Regions from separate parts of the Gossypium hirsutum genome. Here region 2 is linked to region 1. The links are chromatin contacts, called in public Hi-C maps. All regions are on one chromosome and are shown on one strand. Each heading gives the region's core, a stretch centred on a gene start, on an enhancer-like site or on the middle of the called end of the contact. The rest is flanking DNA. Distances are from core to core; before and after follow the strand shown.

Region 1 (5,706 bases), core at 1,209-3,708:
AATGGTTGAATAGTTGGAATTAGTACAAGTAGATTTATTATGAAATGGTGTCAAATGTGGCATATTGGTTAGATGTTTAAGAGGATGATATATGTTATGTTTTGGTATGGTTTTTTAGATGTAATGAGCACGTTTTTATGATGCTAAGTGCATTACTTTTGATATCTTTGAATGGTTGGTTTGAAACAAAGGCTAAATAACCACTTTTTGCACAAAATAGAATTCACGTCATGACGTCGTGAATGCTCGTCGTGACAAGAAGTGGAATTTAGGCCACATTGTGACAAGGAATTCCATCTTCACAATGAGGCCAAGTCAGTTTGTCACGATGTGACGAAGGAACCCCTTACATCACGATGTCGTTCTGAACTTTTGAAAGTGTTGCAGTTTGGTCATTGTTCGTTTTCGGGTCAACTTTAGAGTTTACATAAGCTCATATAAGACTCGAGAAAGGTTTCAAATTTTATTGAACGGTTGATATGACTAAAGTTATTAAATTTTTTACATGAGTTGTCTATTAAATATTTGTAACTGTTCCAGTTTGTACTGTAGCATTCCGTAGCTTAATCCCAGCAACAAGGACAAGCAAGGGGTGTTAAAAAAACAATTTAATAAACTACTATGAAACAACATAATCTTACTTATTTCATGCAACCTACTATTAAACTTACAAAGTATTTAGCTAATTTCATTATTTATTTCTATTATTTGGTCATATAATTTTTTACATTGTCATTTTCATGTTGTATATTATTTTTATCATTTACAGATCATTAAACTAAATTCATTATTCTTTTGATATAATCACACAATTTCTTACATTTTCACTTACTTTTAAGGCTTATCATATCATATAAGTTTTCATTTATGTATCACATGTTACTTGTATATTTAACTGATCATGATTATAATTAGAATATCGATAACATAACTTTCACAATCCTAGGCCAAAATAGAACTCTCGGCCTTTAACGAAACTTTAATAACAGAACTCCAGTATCCAACTTGTGCACCATGTTCCGAAAAACATAAACATGAACATGTCGTAAACAGAATTCCAATATCTCTTTCACCCATCATAACCCCTATTTCACCAACTTTATCCCAAACTAAACCCCTAGCCCCTCGTCACAACATAATTATATAATGTATCATTTCATTTATTCATTTTAATTTCATGACATTTAGCTTCACGTATACTAACTTTTTTAATTTCCTTTCAATGCATGTATTGTAAACAGTTCATTTTAATTTCATATGTACTTTCTTTTCTCTCTTACATTACTATCTTACTTATATTTACATTTTCATCATTAAATTTAGGGTAAATTACAAAAATAATTACTTTTGTTTGCCTTAGACTACATTTTAGTCATTTGTGTTTGAAAAGTTACGTTTTAGTCACTTACATTATCGTTTTGTTAAGAAGTGGTCACTCTACCGTTAAACTCCATTACCTCCCTAACCACAATCCTACGTGGCAGTTCAAATGGGTTTTAAATGCCAACTTAGATGTCCAGTTGGTGGAATGAAAATAGGTTTTTAATTAAATAAATTTAATTTGGATTGCCACATAAGATATCTAAGTTAGCATTTAAAACACATTTGGACTACCACGTAGGACCGCCATTAGAGAGGTAACAAAACGATAACATAAGTGACCAAAACGTAACATTTCAAACATAAGTGACTAAAATGTAATTTGAGGCAAACAAAAGTGACTATTTTTATAATTTACCCTTTAGTATACATATTCAAATACCAAAATATGTCTTATTCCATGAAAATTATTCACATTCATTTTTGTTCATAAACTTTGGCACAAGACCATGGTAGAGGTGCTCATGGGCCGAGCGGCCCGGCCCGGCCCGACGGCCCGCCCGAATTATGGGAGAGTTTGGGTAAAAATATGGGCTTGGGCAAAAAAATGAGGCCCGTTTAGAAAACGGGTCGGGCCTCGGGCACCACTTTTTCGGCCCGGGCCCAGCCCGGCCCGGCCCGATATAATAAATATATTTATTTTTTTTAATTTTAAAATATTTTTTACATACTTTTTAATTTTTTTAAAATTTTAAAATATTTTTAAAATACTTTTTTTTTAATTTTTTTAATTTTAAAATATTTTTAAAATACTTTTTTTAATTTTTTAAAATTTTAAAATATTTTAAAAATATTTTTAAAATACTTTTTTTAATTTTTTAAAATTTTTAAAATAAAAATGGGCCGGGCCGGGCCCGGGCTTATGATTTTTTTCTCGGGCCGGGCCTGGGCAAAATCTTAGGCCCATATTTCGGGCCGGGCCCGGGCCTAGGACCCGGGCCGAAATCTTTTTATGGGCCCAGCCCGAACCCGGCCCGGCCCGGCCCATGAGCACCTCTAGACCATGGAGAGATGCTTCCTTCTAGGTTGGTAATGTTAGTTTCCATGACTCCTTAGAGTTTCTATTTTTCTTACCAAAAAAATATAGAATTAAATTGTTGCGTGCGGAATCAAATAGCTTAATATTAAAATTGAGAGGGAGCTTTTACCTTTCAAAAATTGTAACTGAAAGTGATTTTTTTTTTTTTTGGTAACTGTGATTCGAAAGCATGGAATCCTAAAATAAATAACTAGCAAGGTGCATAAGATATGGAACACCGAGTTTAGGGGAAGAAGAAAATAGGGTTCACTGAAATGGCATTGGCAGTATCCCTTAGCTCTTCTTTTTGTACCTGCTTCCACACCCACCTCCCCTATTCCAACTCAAACAGATACAAAACCTCCTCCATCAACTTACCTCTTCGCCTCAATCTCCATGATAACGCCCCAAATTCCAACAAAAACTCGTTGCTTCTTAGTATTTCTGCCTCAACATTTGTGTTTGTGGGTTTGGGTCTTTGCATTTGCTCCTCCGCTTCCGCCCTTACTCCACTGCCCCGTCACTTCCAAAAAGGTCTTTCTTTCTTTTAATTAATTAATTAATTTTCTAACTGTTCACTCACTGTCATCTTCTTCACTAAATGAACCAGTGGACAGCAGTTCAGCAGCAACACTACAAGAAGAAGATGATGAGAAATCGGACGCAGCTTTTGAGATTTGGAAATCTAAATCTTATGCTCTCACGGTTCCTCTTTCCATGGTTGCTCTTCAGGGCTCCATACCTCCCTCTTGGTCCAAGGATTTCATCTCCTCTCAATCCAGGCGCTTAAAGCTCCAAACCAAATTCCGCCCAACTCTTGAAGATATATTCACTCAGTTATGCCTGCCCTTTACCCAAGCCAAAGCCAAAGTGAATATTGGGCCTGCATCTCCAGCTGCTGCTGATATTCTCACCCTAGGTGACTCTTGGCTCCCTTTAGCTATTAAAAAAGCTGTTATTGAACCCATTACTGCTGCTGAACACCAGGATTGGTTTAAGGATTTGAGTCGCAAATGGAAGGTAACTTAAACTGCTTCATTATTAATATTTGCTCTAATTCAATTCAAAACAACACCCGAACATTACCCAACTCCCGAAATTGTCCCAGGTTTATCTACGCAGGAACCTCAATGGAGATATTGATCCACAAGGTCAGATATGGGCTGCACCCTATCGATGGGGTACCATGGTCATAGCATACAAGAAAACCAAATTTCAAAAGAAAAACTTGCCTCCTATGCAGGTAACGTTGGTCTATCTGTAAAATAAGCTCAGTATGACTTTAGCTCCAATATGATTCTTATTCATGTAGTATGGATGACAATTGTCAATTTCAATGGCAAGCCAATATGTGCATATGTTCTCTCCTCTCACTTATAAAGGGTATATTTGATTCTTTTAGAATTGTTCATAGGTTCCTCTCTTTTCCCCATATATGGTCTGAAATTTGGTAGTAATGACATTCAAGACACTGAAGAATCCTTAGTTTCTTTTTGAACCTGCCTTTTTACTATTCTAGCATAAAGGTTAATCTAGTTCTGTTTGGCCTGTGGAGAAACATTAGGCACTTTACTCTCTACTAAAACGTTATAGCTTGTCTATTTTCTTCTTTGATTCATTGATTTGTGCAGCATTTTCTCATAATGACATTGATTTTGTCATCATGGCATGAGCTAGATGTATTTTTTGAAGTTCTGTAAGAATTGCAGAATTTATTCCCATCTTGAAATCCAGTGCACAAAGAAATTTGCTAGATTCTATTTGCGGTCATCAGTTATAATGACTGCAGAAAAAAATGGTCTTTGAATCTCTGAAATGCAATTTTCCTTCCCTCCTTTGTATAGACACTCTTCTGCTTGGAGCCTTGGACTGCTAAAACATGGGCTTTACAATAATCTGAAACCTTGCACCAATCCTTTTTTTTTTACATGTTTTTCAGGGTAGCTTCAACTCATGAACAAATCATCAAGCATGAACTTCTATTTATCTTATATCAGTATTTTGTTTTATCTTTGCTCAGTAACATTGACAATTTAGGAGAAAAACCCTATTGCAGGATTGGGCAGATTTGTGGCAGCCTGAACTTGCTGGAAGAATTTCAATGGTGAATTCCCCTAGAGAGGTTGTCGGTGCAGTTTTGAAGTACATGGGTGCATCATACAACACAACAGACATTGACTTGCAAGTTGCTGGTGGGAGGAATGCTGTCCTGCAGAATCTTGAATTACTTGCAAGACAGGTAGTGAACCGCAAATGATGTTAAGTCTTCTTTATGTCTCCCCATTCTTTCCATTAGTTTGCATAGCATGATTGTCATTGCATCTTTAGTCTTCCAGTGGTAACTCTATTTTGGACCTAACTCTCAGACAAAATTACTGGTATTGATTAACTGAATTATTTGTTGATACATACCATTGATCATTATTCTAAGAGAAAAGGTTCCGTTTGATGCTCTAAATCCAAATTCCAGCTCTCTTCAAGTTGGCTTATAGCTTGAACCTTTAGATGGATTTTCATGTCACATTGTTGTGGTTGTTGAACTGGAAATTGTAAGTCTTGTATGAGTTTTTAGATCCCATGAGACCCCATGCGCAAATTATAGACTTATACTGAACAGATACATTCTCCTAATTGTCACCTGTCCATTTCATCAAATGGTGGATGATTTTTCATATTCCTTAGTAACGTGGGTTAATTTAGCTGTGGCACTCTTTGATGGATTGTGAAATAGACAGGATTTTGTGGCACGTAAATGTGGTGTAAGATGTTACAGAAACTAGTTTGAATAACATGTCTGGTGCAAATGCAATGGCTCACTATTCTCTACATTATTTACTTTTTGTTCAATCCAAGTGATGAGAACTTGAGAATATTCTGGCGATCATTTTCCCCTCTTACCTGTTCTGTCTTGAAAATACTAATTCCCAAATGTTACCTTAGCGTATTTCTTTTAGTTGGCTGTAGTTGCTTCAAATCGTATTATAAGGACATATCCTTTGGGGTTTTGCAGGTTAAATTATTCGACAGTGCAAACTATCTCAGAGCATTTTCAGTGGGAGATGTTTGGGTGGCTGTTGGGTGGAGTAGTGATGTTCTTCCAGTTGCAAAGCGTATGTCAAACGTTGCAGTTGTTGTTCCCAAGTCTGGAGCAAGCTTATGGGCTGATCTATGGGTATTACCTTTGAACCTTTCCATTTTACTGCTCATTTTTTTTTGCTGGAAACTCATTTCGCCTTACATCAAGATTAAGTTTGTTGTCTCTGTTAAGTTAAGGGTGGGTGTCTGTGTAACTGGTTAGTATATTGAAA
Region 2 (5,706 bases), core at 2,082-4,581, 200 kb before region 1:
TCACTATTCCTTGCAAGGATCGTTGGTGTAGAAAATTCCCTTTGACTGTTTGCCGTGATTGCTGGAGTCTTTGCAGTTCTAGTGACCGAATGTTCCTTAAGATCTCAGAGGAATGTATCCAGGAAATTGTCCCCTTCCCCTCCCCCAATCAATGAAATTGCATGATTTAAACGGACTGTTAAGTTAGTTTCTCTCCTGATATTTGTTTGCTCAAATTTCACCTTCTATTGAAACTAATAAAGTAAGACGTGTCCTTTTCCGAGCAGTTCTTTAGTGTTTATGCCATAAAATGATTACATTTAATTACAACTCGAATGTCAAATAATACTTCATGACGAGGCTTATATTTCTACAGTTATTGTTTATGTAGTTAGAGCAACATATGCCAGAAGCTTGAGCTTCTTTTTGTTTGCTTTGTACCTGCCAAAAGCTGATGACCAAATGTAAACCATTTGGCAAAGGTGTCAAGCTGATTATGCTTCTATTTGTTGTCATATTTTCCGTCCTGATTCCATTAATTGGATATTTAATTTTCAGAATTTTCTGGTATAATGACATATAATGGTCTTGAGAGCTGCATTATCAACAATCAGTCTTATGAGAATGAAAGCAGAACAAGCAGAGGAGATGGATGTGCATCTGATTCCTTGGATGATGATTTCTCCAGCTGTTCTTCTAGCAAAGATGCTTTTGGATCATTTTCTTCCAAGTGGATGAAGAGAGATGAACAGGGTTCAGATGAATGGGAGCTCTCTGAAAGCCCCGAGCATTTTTATGTCAAAGAGAAGCCTGCTTATTCCATTCAATCTTCAGACGTTGAGACAATGAAAGAAAATTTTGCTAAGCTTCTATTGGGGGAAGATATTACAGGTGGACGGAAGGGTGTCTCCACAGCTTTAGCTTTGTCAAATGCCATCACAAATCTTGCAGGTGAGTTTGTTTCAAGATCCTTATGTGTGTACGGCTTGCTTATTTGCGATTCTCCCGTCGCAACTGTTGCACAAGATTCTACTATTAAAATGGTTTGCAAGATAAACATGTATAATCAGAAACTTTTATTCTGGATTAGAACTTGGTAAACCATGTTTAAATAAGAAAAGTCATAGCATTTCATGTTGTACTTTATTCATTCTGTCTTCCATCAATGGGAAGCATGCATCATGAGGAAGAGCCGCAACTTGCAAAGCATTAAAAAAGCATGTACATTTCACGAAGTTCATTGTGTTTTCATGATATCATAGGATTGTCTTCTTTCATTAGTCTTCAACTTTTAAGTTATGCAAATTTGAATGTGCAGCGTCAATTTTTGGTGAGTTGTGGAAATTGGAGCCACTAGCTGAAGAAAGGAAAAATAAATGGCGAAGAGAAATGGACTGGTTACTCTCTCCTACCAACTATATGGTGGAGTTAGTGCCTGCTAAGCAAAATGGTGCAAATGGCAGGACTATGGAGGTACTCTTGCGTTTGTTGGGTCCCTATTAAATTGACGATGACCATTTTGCAATGTCATGAGATTTATGTCAATTCTATTTTGAGCAGATAATGACACCAAAAGCCCGTGCGGACATTCACATGAATCTCCCAGCACTTCAGAAGTTGGACTCTATGCTTATTGTAGGCAATCTCTTTACTCTTCCTAATAACTTGTATACTCTAATGAACACATCGCCCACATTTACCAGATTAAATTTTGTAAATTGTCAGGAAACTCTGGAGTCAATGGTGAATGCTCAGTTTTATTATGCAGAAGTTGGAAGCCGGGCAGAAGGAAGAAACAAGAGTGCAAGGGAGAGCAAGAGGTGGTGGCTTCCATTGCCACAAGTACCAAAAACTGGGCTCTCAGATACCGAAAGGCAGAAGTTGCAATGTAAAGGCAAGGTGGTATATCAAGTATTCAAGGCTGCAGCATCGATTAATGAAAATGTTTTGCTTGAAATACCTCTTCCATCCATTATTAGGGATGCTCTTCCCAAGGTGAGCAAGCTCACTGCCTCCAGGGCAGTCGACTTTAAATATTGGACCCTTTAATAGTTTTTATGATGATATGTATTTTAGTACTAAAATGTTACTCGACATGTTTAAAAAGGAAATATAGAAATGGAATCTGGATATTTTAGTTGGAACCAGCTGACGTTAATCTACTTTAAAATCTTATGGTATCTGATAAATTTGAATGATGAGAGTAAATTCCAGGTTAAAGTTTTACAAGATGTTTGTATTGCATTTATGGCAACTGAATCTCTTTCCTTATGTTTACAGTCTGGGAAGGCAAGCCTTGGTGACGACCTGTACAAGGTTTTGACTCTGGAGTCCACCTCGGTTGATGAAATGTTCATTTCGCTAAATTTAAAGTCTGAAAACAATGCTCTCGAGGTCATTAATAGGTTGGAAGCTGCTGTATTTGCATGGAAAGGGCGACTTACAGAACAAGCTAGTGGTAAATCGCCAGTGCGAAAATCATGGTCCTTTATTAAGGATCCTATATCTGAAATGGATAAGATGGAGCTACTAGTGGACTGTGCTGAAGCACTTTTACATCAGATAAAGAGTGCATACCCAAACCTTCCTCAAACATTTCTTGATGCTTCAAAAATTCAATATGGCAAGGTAAGTAGTTGGTGTTTAAAGTGAAGCTTATTTTATTCTGCATTGTATCTTTCACTATTGAATCAATATTATGTTGTAGTATATTAATAATTGCGATGAATTACACTTTGAATTGGTGCACAGGATGTTGGACATTCCATTCTGGAAGCATATTCACGAGTCCTAAAGAACTTGGCTTTCAGCATAATGTGCAGGATGGGAGAAATTCTACAAGAAGATTGTTTGTGTAACCCAAATTCAGGGGTGGCAACATGGTGCTTTCCTGGAATAAATGTGGGAAATCCAAGGCACTCTCACTCACTCAGTGATGTTATGAGCAAAGTAGAGGGAAGTACTGCGAATCCGATACGGATGGGGAGTTGTACAGTGATGCAAGTATAAATGCAACACCAAGTACAAGTAGGAGCCGTCGAGTTTGGTGTATTGGGAAAGAGGCATGTAGTAGTATAGGAGTGTCTCCTTGATAATAAAAAAAAATCAAAAAGATGATGGAAATTTGATTTTCAACACTGCTTTTGTATATCATTGTTAAGCTTAATTAATTAATAAAAGCCATAAAAGAATCATATACTTGCTAGTACCGGAAACTTACATATGGATTCCAAATGTGTCGACTGTTAATATCAACTTATTGGGTCTGTATAGGCCCAATTAATTCATTATTGGATTGATTGGGCCCGTTTTATATTTTTAATATGGCAATAATTGAAATTTCACCGGTTTTGGTCATAGAAAGAGTAAGTGAACCGGACCTATAATGGGTGTGGAGCAGTTGTAGTGTTGGTACACTAAAGTCAGCCGTGGTCTGAGGCTGTTGCTTGTGGATCCGCATTCCACATGCGCCTGAGCAAAGCAGAGCAGAGATGGGATTTAAAATTAATAATAATAAAAAAGAAAATAAGCCCCAAGAAGAGGCAGAGGAGGCGGCATTAATCAAAAAAGGCATTTTCACCTCTAAGAAACACTGTTTTCAAGACGTAACCATCGTTGAGATCTGAAGACATGAGTTAGTAATACATCACTTTTAATCACTCCGCCCCCTAAATAATAAGGTTGGAGTGCCTTCCAAGCACAACTTCCAAATGCCAATTACGTCATCGACGCTGGTTTTCCCTTTTTTTCTTGTTGGGTTTAGGGTGAAACTTAAGTGAAACCACTCAGATGGGATCCGGTGGGAGCAAGGGTTGTTGTAGAGTAGGAGGAGGAGGAAGAGACACTGCACCTGCTGCTTCCTCGTCTAGCAGCGGTGGGCTGAGGGGAAGATCCAAGGTTAAGAATAGAGTTTTCCGGTCCTCTTGTTTGGGAGCGTTATCTAGATCTGCTTCTCCTAAACCCAACTTTGATCACCGGAAACAACCTGCGTCGGAATCGGATCTGGTGAAAAGAGAAAGTAACAGAAAGGTTGAAGGCGAAGCGGCATCTAATGAGGAAATGCAATTGCCATTGCCAACCCCATGCATATCTTCCGGTGGTAGCACCTCTGGTGCAGCTGTAACAGCTGCTCATCGCTCTCCTTCTCGCTGCCTCTCCGGCATTAGCTTCCTTCCTGGTAATTTGAGCTTCCGGTTCAGCAGAGCTAATAGCATGGGGTCCTCCGCGGAGATGTTGAACCCTGATGACGATTCTGAGACACTTGAACCTCAACAACCTCCCCGCAATTCTTGTTCTCCGATTATCTTCAATGATTCAGATGGAAGTGGAGAGACTCTCGAAAGCAACGCTCGTTTTAGCAGAGCCTTAAGTGTTGGAAGGCTTCGTGATCGTGTTCTTGGTAGAGCTCCCACATTCTGCCCTTTGCAGCAAGACATACAAATTACTCAGCAGCAATTAGCTACCTCTCCATCCACCACTGCTTCCGCTCATGCTTCCTCCGTTATTTCCCACGATGAAATTGAAACTTCTCGATCCAGAGAAGCCCGGTATCATGATTTGCTCCACCATAGATCCAATTTCCTTGAAAGGCGGAGAAGAATACGATCTCAGGTTTATAATCTTGTTGGACCCATCGCCTTATTCTCCACGCTTTTTAATTTAATTTAATGCCTGGTGGTTACTGAACGACGTTGATAGTAACTCTACTTTTTTCATTAACAATTAGAATCAGAACAAATATTTAGGTTTAGGACTGTTCTAATGCTTTATTTCTATATTTATGTCTGCTTCTTCTTTAGGTTTTGCCTGCATGTATTACTTTCTGCTATAGGTTCTTTGAAAGTTATCCATCTGAGCAAATGCAGATTATTGTCTGTTTAGTTACTGACCTATGAGTTGCTCCAGGTTCGAGCTCTTCAACGGCTAGGAAGCCGTTTTGAGAACTTTTCAGGGCATGAAAGATCCTGCATTTTATCTGGCCAACATAGAAGTGGTCGATGCACATGTCATGTAAATAATCGAGATTCTAGTTCAAATGATGACACCACTGGTGCTAGGTCTAGTGTATCCAGAATCGTTATGTTAGCTGAGGCTTTATTTGAGGTGATTTTTATTTGTTGTTATTATTTCCTTCTCTGGGTGATTGTCCTTTCTCTTGGAGTAACATTTTACATATTTGAACTAGGTCCTGGATGAAATTCACCAGCAGTCTATGGTTTTATCTTCGCGACCGTCCGTGTCTCCAATTGGTTCTGTTCCTGCACCTAATGAAGTTGTGGAATCACTTCCTGTGAAAGTGTACAAGTCACCCAAACTTAAGAATGATGAGGCTGTGCAGTAAGTATTTACTTTCCTCTGCTATCCATTAGATGCTAAACCGTTAACTAAGCTGTATTTTCCATTTGATTAACTTGTTTGGCATTACCTTTGACAAATTATTGGTTTTCAAGTGTTTCTGTTATCTGAGTGAATCTAAAATCATGTCGGGGATATATTATATATTCAGGTAAAGTTAATCAAATACTACATACCAATTAGCTCAGGCTAGTTCAGGTAGAGTATTTAATTGATCTCTTTAAATTTTCATCTATAATATTAGATGTCTTGCTTCTACTAAAATAGTGCTCTAGGAGTAAGATAGGTATTGCTGTTAAAAAATGTGTTCTATCAATTTGTATGAAAATTATTGACTACATAATGGATCAGCAAGGAACGTATATTGGTTAG

Evidence for each region. A called contact is a pair of places that touch in the nucleus more often than the background predicts.
Region 2: a contact with region 1 is called in a Hi-C map of leaf, with 1.6 times the contacts expected there. The contact joins the promoter of LOC107900705 here to the promoter of LOC107900714 in region 1. A contact is called at or near these places in 6 of 34 Hi-C or Micro-C datasets (callus, hypocotyl, leaf and 1 more).

The regions. Positions count from the first base shown.
Region 1 is chrD08:54,191,452-54,197,157 of Gossypium_hirsutum_v2.1, reverse strand. It overlaps LOC107900714, which reads left to right and starts at 2,458. Exons shown (of 6, transcript XM_016826413.2): 1 at 2,458-2,932; 2 at 3,009-3,418; 3 at 3,507-3,641; 4 at 4,455-4,637; 5 at 5,409-5,570. The coding sequence starts at 2,674.
Region 2 is chrD08:54,387,847-54,393,552 of Gossypium_hirsutum_v2.1, reverse strand. It overlaps LOC107900705 (E3 ubiquitin-protein ligase MBR1), which reads left to right and starts at 3,331. Exons shown (of 5, transcript XM_016826399.2): 1 at 3,331-4,590; 2 at 4,885-5,082; 3 at 5,165-5,316. The coding sequence starts at 3,769. It overlaps LOC107900703 (rop guanine nucleotide exchange factor 14), which reads left to right. Exons shown (of 10, transcript XM_041098412.1): 4 at 538-930; 5 at 1,298-1,452; 6 at 1,540-1,614; 7 at 1,705-1,974; 8 at 2,260-2,607; 9 at 2,731-2,943; 10 at 2,946-3,173. The coding sequence ends at 3,071.